Regions from separate parts of the Mus musculus genome. Here region 2 is linked to region 1. A link is a contact called in public Hi-C data. All regions are on one chromosome and are shown on one strand. Each heading gives the region's core, a stretch centred on a gene start, on an enhancer-like site or on the middle of the called end of the contact. The rest is flanking DNA. Distances are from core to core; before and after follow the strand shown.

Region 1 (5,368 bases), core at 1,419-3,918:
CAGGGGTTACTGTTTGAGCCACCCACTCTGCAGTACTTGTGATAACACCTGTGGTGATTAGTTTTAACGATCAATCTGACTCACCTGATAGCCTCATAGAGTAACTGATTTTTTTTTCCAGGTTGGTCTATTGGCACATCTCTAGGAGGATGGTCTTGCTTGTTAATGTAGGAAGACCCAGCTCGTTGTGAGAGGTGAGGGGTCCTGAGCTATTGGACAGTAGAAAGTTAGCAAAGCAAGCAGACAGCACCGATGCGCTCACTTCTCTCCGCTCATGACTGTGATATGTTGTGGTCAGTTGCTCGGGATCCTGCCTTGACTTCCACAAAATGACAGACTGTGACCTGGAGCTGTAAGACAGATGGGCCATTACTCCTCTGGGTTCCTTGTGCTCATCAGAGCAACAGAAATGACACTAGACACCAGATCAACCAAAAAAAAAAAAATAGTACATCTGCTTCTCCTCTCTGGCCTCTCTTCTTCCCTCCCACTCCCCACCCTTCAGCTGTCCACCTGGGGGTAAGCTGGGTCACTTCTCACGAGTATTTGGGCTGGAACAAGTCCGTACCAGCTAGTTCTGTGTCAACTTGACACAGGCTGGAGTTATCACAGAAAAAGGAGCTTCAGTTGAGGAAATGCCTCCAGGAGATCCAGCTGTAAGGCATTTTCTCAATTAGTGATCAAGGGGGAAAGGCCCCTTGTGGGTAGGACCATCTCGGGGCTGGCAGTCTTGGTTCTATAAGAGAGCAGGCTGAGCAAGCCAGGGGAGGCAAGCCAGTAAAGAACATCCCTCCATGGCCTCTGCATCAGCTCCTGCTTCCTGACCTGCTTGAGTTCCAGCCCTGACTTCCTTGGTGATGAACAGCAGCATGGAAGTGTAAGCTGAATAAACCCTTTCCTCCCCAACTTGTTTCTTGGTCATGATGTTTGTACAGGAATAGAAACCCTGACTAAGACAAAGTCCTAAGTAAGGACCAGCATGACCTCTGAGGGAAGTACATAGGTAACCAAGCCCATGACCATTAGCAACCAAGTTGTTAAGGAGGGACCCTCAGCCCGGGAGCAGACCCAGAGTCTTCCATCACCCACAGGGACTCTTTTTTTGCCATGAGGACTCTTTAGTCAAAGGACGTGTGCCAAACGGCAGGCAGCAGGACAATGTGGTTGGTGTGAGAAGAAAAGATCACAACTTCTGCCGGTGTCATTAACTTCTTCCATGAAATTTAAATGTGCGTGACATTGGGTACAGCAATTCATTATATGATACATACTTCGGGAGGACCACAAACCTTTTGGCTGAAACCCACAAAATCAAGCAAGTAGGCGGCCAGCTTTTGTCTGTAGCCCTGGTAGTGGATTGTGCCTGCTGTGCTCCTTGGTGGTGCTAGATGGGACAGGAGCCAAGGCGGCCTTTCTTCTGGGAGATGGCCCAACCACATTCTATTTGACCACAGCAGGAGGCGTCTGCATGTCAGTCACCCTCCCAGTAAAAGCTGAGTCCCTGCTCTTCTGCTCAGAGCTAAGCTCAACAGAGCGGCCCCTGCAAGAAACCCCAGAAAACACAAGATAGGAAAAAAAGAGAGAGAGAGAAAGGAAAAGATTGGAAGGGACAGAGAATATGGAAGAGTGAGGTGGTGGAAGAGTAGGAACAAGAAAATCCAAGGGATCGAGGGAGCTTCCCTGCCCCTCCCCCATGACAGGATTTCTCTGTGTAATCCTGGAACTCTCTCATTCCTTCTGAAAGCTTCGATTTAAGGTGTGCACCTTCTTACAGTGTTGGCTCTGAATCTCAGACCATGGACTAGGCTTTCCTGCCTGCTCTCCCATCTCCCCTCCCTCCTGTAAATAATTGTTTTGGCCAATTCTAAGAACAGGGCCTAAGATAGTAGCTTCTGAGCTGGAGGCTCAAACAGTAGTGCATCGTAGAGCCAGCTGCCTAGCAGAACACCCCCAGGTCTATGGGCTCCACCAGTTAGAGAGGCTTGTCCATCACCTGTTGTCCCTGTGAAGCCACACCTCAGCTTCTGCCAGAGACACCCTCGGCCCCTGCTCATCCTTCTAACCTAGCCCCCAGAAGGTCATCTCCCCAGCCCTAATCTTCAGGGGGCCCAATGGGACTCACAGTATCACCTTTAATACTCCTCCCCTGATCACAACCACCCTGACCTCCACAGCTGCCCATCTCAGGAACAAGAAGCTAAAGCTATCACCATAGCAGTGTGCCAGGGCATCCAGGAGGCACACGTTGATTTATTTTTTTAAGCAAAAGAAGCTTCTGTTTAAAAGATGACAGTCACTGGTATTTCTAGAAGGCAGTGAATTTCCCTGGGGCTTGGAGGTACAGCATGTAAAGCCATGGCTCTATACTGATTCCGCGGAATTGCTGGGACGTAGCTATTGTAGCAATGTGTGCTGTCAGCACCAGTGGGCTATAAAGCGGTGGCTGGAGCGTAACTCTCTCCTCTGAATTGAAACCCAACACTATTGGCTCATTAACAGTCAGCCAGTGGCAGAGCTAGTGATGAGCTGGAGTCTCCTGGCTTCTTTCCTAAGCTCTACCCTCTGGCTTCCCACCTCCATATGTTCCTTACTCAAACCACAGCAGAGAAGGTCTAAGAAAACAAGTCTGCCAACAAATGGCTTTCAGACTGCTGGCCTGCCACCCACCGCAGTTAGTAGAGCCTAAGGTGCCCTCTGCTGGAAAACTATAGAATACATTTGTGTGTGCACTTAACTGAGTTTCCTTGGCATCTTTGATTGTCAGAATTTGCTATTTGTTAGAATAATGCACATTTTGATGTTCTTCTCCATGGACCAAGCATGAAATCTCTAATCTGTCAGAATTAAAACTCTATAAATTCATATTCTCTCTCTCCTTCCTCTCTCTCTCTCTCTGAAACCTTTTGGTCTAGCCGAAAGGTTCTTACTCTACAAGTCTCTTTGAGGTCCTGAGCCAGGTACCTAACACCAAACAGATACACAGTGTCCATCCTTTTTATTTCTGCTTTTCCATAAGCAGTGTGGAATTTCTGAGAAAGATTCATATGGAAACAGAGCATTAATTAAAGGACACTGTGACAGAAGTTACACACGCTTGGAGTTCCATCTGCCCAGTTCCCACACTTCCCTAGGTAAACTGTAGCCTTAGTCTTTTATGCACCTTTCCAAAACTTCAAAAACACCTATCTGGGCTGGACAGATGGCTCAGAGGGTAAATGCACCGTTGGCAGAGCCTAATGACCTAAGTCCAATCCCCAGGACCCACATGTCGGGAGGAGAGAACCCCGCCCCCATAAGTTATCCTCTAACCTCCATACATGTGCCATGGTATGCTCCCAGTAAGACATGAAATACTTTTAAAAGTAAAGTAAAAATGCATGCATGCACACATACACATATATATTGTACTGGCTAGTTTTGTGTCAACTTGACACCGCTGGAGTTATCACAGAGAAAGGAGCTTCAGTTGAGGAAATGCCTCCATGAGATCCAACTGTAAGGCATTTTCTCAATTAGTGATCAAGGGGGAAAGGCCCCTTGTGGGTGGGACCATCTCTGGGCTGGTAGTCTTGGGTTTTATAAGAGAGCAGGCTGAGCAAGCCAGGTGAAGCAAGCCAGTAAAGAACATCCCTCCATGGCCTCTGCATCAGCTCCTGCTTTCTGACCTGCTTGAGTTCCAGTCCTGCATCCTTTGGTGATCAACAGCAGTATGGAAATGTAAGCCGAATAAACCCTTTCCTCCCCAACTTGCTTCTTGGTCATGATGTTTGTGCAGGAATAGAAACCCTGACTAAGACAAATTGGTACCAGCAGAGTGGGGTATTTCTGTGACAACCTGACCATGTTTTGGGGAGGTCTGTGGAAGGACTTTGGAACTTTGGGCTTGAAGATCCATTCGTTGTTAAGAGCTCTGTCAGATGTTTTGTAGGAGCTTGGAAGATAATGTTGAGGACAGTGCAGAAGATGGAGGCCTGGGTTGTGAAATTTCAGAGGGAAAATTAAAGACTCTTTTGAGGGCCATTGTTGTTTTGATTGTGAAGATTCTGTAGTTCTGGTTAGCTGGGGCTGAAGAATCAGCTGTGATTAACAAGATACCAGAACTACTAAAGCAAAAACTTTGCATTACTGGGACTATTGATGCTGGTTAGCCGGAGCTAAGAAATTAGCGGTGATTAAGAAGAGACCAGCATCATTGAGGTGACATCTTCTGGGAAGTGTTTTCTGAGAGCACAGTGGCTGTGTTCCAGATATAGCCAACGTTGTACATTGTGCTGTGGCTAGACTTGGTAATGTGTAAGGGTCACCCAGGTGGTACTGGTTGGTTTTGAAGGCATGAAGGAGTTGAGCAGAGCAGCTGAGGCTTGGCACTGTGAGAGGCCATGGAAGGCCATTGGTGAAAGTGCAGCCTCAGTTGCAATTGATGGCCCAGGACTGAAGGGGTCATGCAGTGTTTTGGAGATGCCAGTACCATGAGATGACCACCAAGAGCAGCAGCAGCAGTGGGGTACAGGCATCTGGAGCCTAGAGGATGACGCGTGTGCTACAAAGGGCATGGCTGGAGAAGTGACCCAAGCCCTTAGAGGAGCCCAGAAGATCGTGAGTTGGATCCCAGACATTGGACGGTTGGAGATTGACTTTTGCTTTTGATTGTGACTGTGCCCTTATATTTTCCCTCTTGAAAGAAGAAACTGTTTTAGTGGAGCCCACAGTTAAGAGACTTTTAATTGTAAAAAGACTTTGGATTTTTAAAAAGATGGATATTTTAAAGAGATTGAAATTTTAAGAATATGTAAAGGCTGTGGGACTTTTAAAGTTGTTTAGATCTTGGGGATGAATAAGAATGTAAGGGTTGAGGCTTACTAGTGATGTTTTTGTGTGTCAAGGGGTCAATTGTACTGGCTAGTTTTGTGTCAACTTGACACCGCTGGAGTTATCACAGAGAAAGGAGCTTCAGTTGAGGAAATGCCTCCATGAGATCCAACTGTAAGGCATTTTCTCAATTAGTGATCAAGGGGGAAAGGCCCCTTGTGGGTGGGACCATCTCTGGGCTGGTAGTCTTGGGTTTTATAAGAGAGCAGGCTGAGCAAGCCAGGTGAAGCAAGCCAGTAAAGAACATCCCTCCATGGCCTCTGCATCAGCTCCTGCTTTCTGACCTGCTTGAGTTCCAGTCCTGCATCCTTTGGTGATCAACAGCAGTATGGAAATGTAAGCCGAATAAACCCTTTCCTCCCCAACTTGCTTCTTGGTCATGATGTTTGTGCAGGAATAGAAACCCTGACTAAGACATATATATAGGAAACACACACACATCTCATTACCCCTTCTATCCCTACCAGTCCATTTCTCAGATTCATGACTTTTGGATTGG
Region 2 (5,407 bases), core at 148-2,647, 320 kb after region 1:
TGGTCTTCCGACAGAAACATTCAGCCTTTACCATTATGCGTGGTGTTATGGTGTGGGTTTATTAGTGTCCGGCATCTTCATAAGATTCTGGAAGTTTTGCTCCAGGTTTTGCTTGCTGTGTGTTTTTATTATGAATAGTTGTTGGATTCTGTCAAAGACATTTTCTGCCTGGGTTAATGTGCTGCGTGAGTTTTGCTAATGACAGAGTTTGCATTCATTGAATTTGAAAAATGGAACCAGCCTTCCATGTTATGATAAACTCCATCTGGCTCTGGCTTTGGTGTACCATATATATATGGATGTATATGTATATATAATATATGTATATCTCTATATATATAATATATATGGTATGTATATTATATGGCTAGATAAGATAATATATTATTGGATTTGACTTGTATACTAGTCTCATCTGTATTGCTATGATTATGCACTTTAACCAAAAGCAACTTCGGGGAGGAATAAGTTTATTGGCTTACACTTCCAGGTCACAGTCCATTACTGAGGGAAGTGAAGATAGGAACTTAGGCAGAAACTTGAAGCAGAAGTCATGGAGGAATGCTGCTAGCGGCTCCTGGATAGCTGGTCTTCTTATACAGCCCGGCACCACCCGCCTAGGGAATACTTCCACCTATAGTGGCCTACACTAATAAACAATCAAGACAATTCCCATAGCCATGGGAGCTAAAGTCAGGGGGAGGTGCACACCTAGTCAGCAGCCACCTACCTGGTGCACTCCCTTGTTTTCATAGAGACTTTACAATCCAGGCTTTCATGGCCCTTTGTGTGTGTGTGGGGGGGGGCAAGATGGTGTGCATTCATTACTTAGCTTCTCCTGGGGCCCTACTCTAGAACAGGCATCTTATAGATAGGAAACCAGGCCTCAGAGGATAGGCAGATTGTAACGATCAGAACAATGTGGACTGTGCTCGAGAGAAAGAGACAAATGGTCTGCCTGAGAGCTGTGCAGGTCTGGACCCAAAGCCAGACTGCCCGGGTGTGGCGTGGTATTCCACTCAGTTATTTATGCAGCTGGGTAAACTGAGGAGCACGCCTTTGCCTCAGAGCTCCAGTTGGCAATCTGTGAGGTGAGGGGTTGCTGCAGACCCCTTGTTGCGAGGATTAAGTGACTTCATGCTCTCCACTCACTAACTCAAAACGATTGCTCAGAACCTTTCCGCACACTCAAATGCAGGTTACCATGTGTAAAGTGTGTGCCATACTTTGAACACCGTGAAGCCACACTTGAGAAAACAATGACATAAAGTACTGGCACGAGTTCAAACCTTCTCTTGTGTGTAAACCTAGGGTAGGGGAGGATAACGATAGGGGTTGGGGTGAGGGTGGAGCCTAGGGAAGAGATCCGCTTAGCGGCCACGCAGCCCTTCCGTGTTCAGGCAACTGCAATCTCCTGGCTCTTACACTGATTGTTGTGAGATCTGGTACTCCTAGAGGAGACACAGGGTGACAGGAGGTGACATAAGAAGAGGAGATAGTAAATCCAGGAACAGCCCGGTGGGCGTCTTCTCTCCTGGGCTGCCTTCCTGGTCCAGCTTTCTCAGTAGGGGAGAACTCGGCACTCACCATGCCTTCAGTTGGAACCCCGGTACAAATTGACCAACATGCACTGCAGCTAGCAGGTGGCCCCTGCATCCAGCACTGCCGCATAGGAGGGAGCAGGCCCTAAGGTATGAGATCACCGGTGTGGCGCCTCCTTTTTGCGACGCTTAGGGTTTGGCGCCACCTTGTGGTCACGGGAGGAAGACACCTGCACAGGAGATAGGCAGTCCAAAAAGCTGAAGGGGGATCTATCTCTGATCCCAAGGCTTGGAACGCCTCAAGGACTCAGGGGAAAGATGTGGCGTCCTGTCACCGGCTCATTCCCTAAACCTCCTGGGACTGATAGGGAGGTAAAATCTATGCAGCTCAGTGAAGAATGTGGCATCCCATCTGCTCTGGGCGATGGCCTGATCCATGCTTCCAAGAGCCATCAGGGCCCTGCACACTAGAGAAAGTGTCTGGCCCCGTACTGAGAGGGCCACTTTACAAGGCAGGTTCAGAACACTGTCGTATAGATTTAGGGGCCCCTACACACACACACACACACACACACACACACACACACACACACACTTTCCCAGAATGATGGAGACAAATCAGTTTAGACTCTTGTCTTGGCCTCCTGGTCTATCAAGTGAGCTAGGCTATGTCTGTATCCAGAACTAGTTTATTACAAGCCAGCAAACAAACATCCCTCTGTTACTAACTGGAGACCAAGACTAAAAGATGGAAGAGAGAGTAGCCACAGTACTCAGGAAACGGAGCATGAGAAGTTCAAGCTTATTTTGTCTACGTAGCAAGTTCAAGACCAGCCTGAGATATATGAGACCCTGTTTCAAAAATTTAGAGCTGGGGAAGGGAGGACCACATTTGCCCAGTGAGTGTTTGGAAGTCCCAAGCTCCACTCTCTTTGCTCTCATCCCAGGGCAGAGGCCGTGGGGTGCTGACTACCAGAAGGTGTGACATCCAAGCCTAGGCGTCTTGACCCAGGGGACAGGTTCTGGCTTTCCTCCCGCCTCCCTGGACAGAGGGGGTTTCTTTCTGCACCTTGGTACAGAAGGAGTGAAGCGGATGCTGGCATTGTTACCCGCGATGGCCAGACTGTCTCTGGTACTCGCGGATACAGCACGTGGGCCACTCCTGAGAGCCGAGAGGCAGAACTGTGTTCTGAGCATAGTTGAGCGAGGGGGGGGGGGGGCGTCACGGGCCTCTCTGTTGTGGGCCACTGCATCTGAGTCGGGCTGAGTTTGAGCCAGGGAATACTGCTGGTTGATGAGATACGCAGCTACCACTGCTCCGCCAGACATGCAGCTGCTCTGTTTCCTGAAGCATCACTCAGAGTTGGCTGCTTCATCCCCTCCCACCACTAGGAAGACAGTGGCTCCTCCCAGGGTCCTCCCCTGCCGTTAAGGTGTTGTGAGTATGTGGTCCTGCCTGGAGTCCTCAGCCCCAGAGAACAGGCCTTCCCAGCCTGCTTCTTCCACAGGCACTGACCCCTGCAGGGAGATATATCAGGGTGCCGTCAGCTGGTCTCCACGCACACAGGGCTCCTGTGCTCCAAGGGGAGGCAAGGAAGACAGATGAGGAAGAGGGTCTGGGAGAACAGGACTGCTGTTGAGATACTGGAGATGAGGTGAGGCCCTGACACCCGAGGAGGGCTGGGGAGATTATTCTGAGCACTGGGAAACTGGCTTCAGAGGGGAGAAGCTGCCTGTACCTTAGAACCTTCCAAGAACACTGGCTGTCTTGTGAGGAAGAGTTCTCATGGGGCAGGAGTGGGCAGCGTGCGCCAGTGAGGAGGGGCCGATGTCAATGCTGTGGAGAGGGTCGAGAGGATTGTCCAGCAGACTCGAGTGAGCAGTGCCTGAGGGCCACTGAGCCTTGTGAGGGTTGTCAGCCCTGTGCCCTGTCTGTACAGTTCCAGCTCAGGAATATGTGTCACTGTGTGCATGGGTCCATTCTTGATCCTGACCTACAGAGTTGTGCTTCTGACCCTTGTGTTTGGACAGGACCCTACCCAAACAAGTCTGCCTATATCCTGGCCCCTTCCTACATCCTGGATCCCACCCATAGCTGGACTATTGCTTACATCACTTGGAGACACAGCTCCGCATATTTCTGGTGGCAGTGAGGCTCACACAGGAAGAGAGCCTTCTACACATGTGTGCTCAGTACCCACTGTGTGAGGCCCCCTCACTGCAGAGGAGGGCCTGGTACACTGAGCCAACATCCACATCACACAGTTCTCAGTGCCGACCTGCTAACCTAGGCTCCCCAACTAGACCTGCTTCCTTGGGCTCTTGTGGCTCCCCACAGAGTCTGGATGTCTTCTTGAGAGAGAGGGATCAGTAGATTTGTGACTGCCCTGGCACATAGCCTCCCTGATAGTCTCTAGGTCTCCTTGATGTCTATCAGGTATATCTCGGCCTTGTTGGCCAGTGACCTGGAGCCAGTGCTCGACTCTCCTCTTCATTTGGCCATCTGAGCCTATGCAGGAGAGAGAGGTAGCCTTTCAGAGGCCCAACTGGTCCCTACAGGAGCATGCTACGCCCTCCCCAGGTGGGTATGGCCAGCCAATGAGTGGCACTTCAGAGCATCACAAGCCAGTCTCTTTCCTCTCTAGAGTAACTGAAGTGCCAACTCTACTGGACTGTCTCCTACCTCCACCCTAATCCTGTACCCCAGCTCATCTGAAATGCTTATTTGATGGGCCTGGAGCCTCATTTGAGCAATGCTTTCATTTCCTCTATGTATAAGTGGAAGCCAGGATGGGAAGAACTGGTTTGGGGTCCCTCATTGGGCCAGCTCCCTCCAAGGGCTGGAACTTCATGCCTCACCACATTATCCTTTTGAGCCCAAATCCCATCCAAGACCCTGGGGGCTTCTGAAGGAAGTTGGGGGAATGCCAATACAGGAAGTTTGGGCGTTAGGGGGCTGGTTGTGGTCCTTCTATACCCGCCCCAAGCCCTACTCACACATGTGTTCTGTCCCGTGTCTCCCCACAGGTATATCCGCACCATGTACCTGGGGATTCAGAGCCAGCGGCAGAAGGAACACCAGCGGCGCTTCTACTGGGCTATGATGTACGAATATGCAGATGTCAACATGCTGCGCCTCCTGGAGACCTTTCTGGAGAGCGCCCCCCAACTGGTGCTACAGCTCTGCATAATGATCCAGAAGAACAGTGCAGAGACGCTGCCCTGTGAGTGCCTTCCTGCCACTGCCCCTGCGAGGCCGCCCCCCCACCCCCACCCCCACCCCCGCCACAGCGGCCTCATCGCCCCACCCCCGCCCCGCCCAGCGGCCTCATTTGCCGACATGGCCTAGGGGTCCTGGCTCTAAGTTCAGATGTCCAGACCCAGCCCTCTTGGCATCCCTGCTCCTGGGCCACTATGTTCATAAGAGCAGGGTTTCCATGTGTCCCTGGGCAGCAGAGCCAGTCTGCCTCTAGCAGATCCAGCCTGCCCTTAGTGGTTCAGGGTCCTGGTCCACCTAATCCAGTGTGAGACCCCCTTGGCTTGCCCAGGGCCCTGGTGTTTCTACATCTGTGGAATGGGGATGATGAGGTCTAAAGATGGCATGTGCCCATGAGACTGAATTGTGCCATGTTTTACTTCTGGTTTGGAGCATTTTAAACTCTGGGCTCTTGCTTCCAGTGCATATAGATGCCTCAGCTCACTTGCAAAGATAGGCGGAAGTGGTTGTTGCTCTGATGAACACATACTAAGGGACCCTGTACTTCGCAGTGTGGCCTCGGGTAGTCTCCACGGGGCCTCAGAAGCCACAGAGCACTGCCTAGGCATTCAGGCTTTGTGGTAGGAAGGCTCTTGGGTTCTGGGATGCC

What was found. A called contact is a pair of places that touch in the nucleus more often than the background predicts.
Region 2: a Hi-C map of cerebellum shows a contact between it and region 1, with 1.9 times the contacts expected there. The contact joins two enhancer-like sites. A contact is called at or near these places in 11 of 484 Hi-C or Micro-C datasets (the BV-2 cell line, the G1E-ER4 cell line, the P5424 cell line and 2 more), 1 of 115 datasets of contacts at active chromatin or transcription factors (embryonic stem cells) and 3 of 9 other capture datasets (embryonic stem cells, liver and pancreatic islet).

What each region holds. Positions count from the first base shown.
Region 1 is chr14:63,468,588-63,473,955 of GRCm38.p6, forward strand. No RefSeq gene overlaps it. Among named protein-coding and RNA genes, the nearest start is that of Gm17232, 22 kb to the right of the region's middle. Within about 2 kb of position 2,669, at least 36 of the 459 cell types and tissues checked have an H3K27ac peak or open chromatin away from gene starts, as enhancers often do. A contact at or near this core is called in cerebellum, where this site is marked.
Region 2 is chr14:63,793,639-63,799,045 of GRCm38.p6, forward strand. It overlaps Xkr6 (X-linked Kx blood group related 6), which reads left to right. Exons shown (of 3, transcript NM_173393.2): 2 at 4,569-4,765. Among named protein-coding and RNA genes, the nearest start is that of Gm41175, 30 kb to the right of the region's middle. Within about 2 kb of position 1,398, at least 16 of the 459 cell types and tissues checked have an H3K27ac peak or open chromatin away from gene starts, as enhancers often do. A contact at or near this core is called in cerebellum, where this site is marked.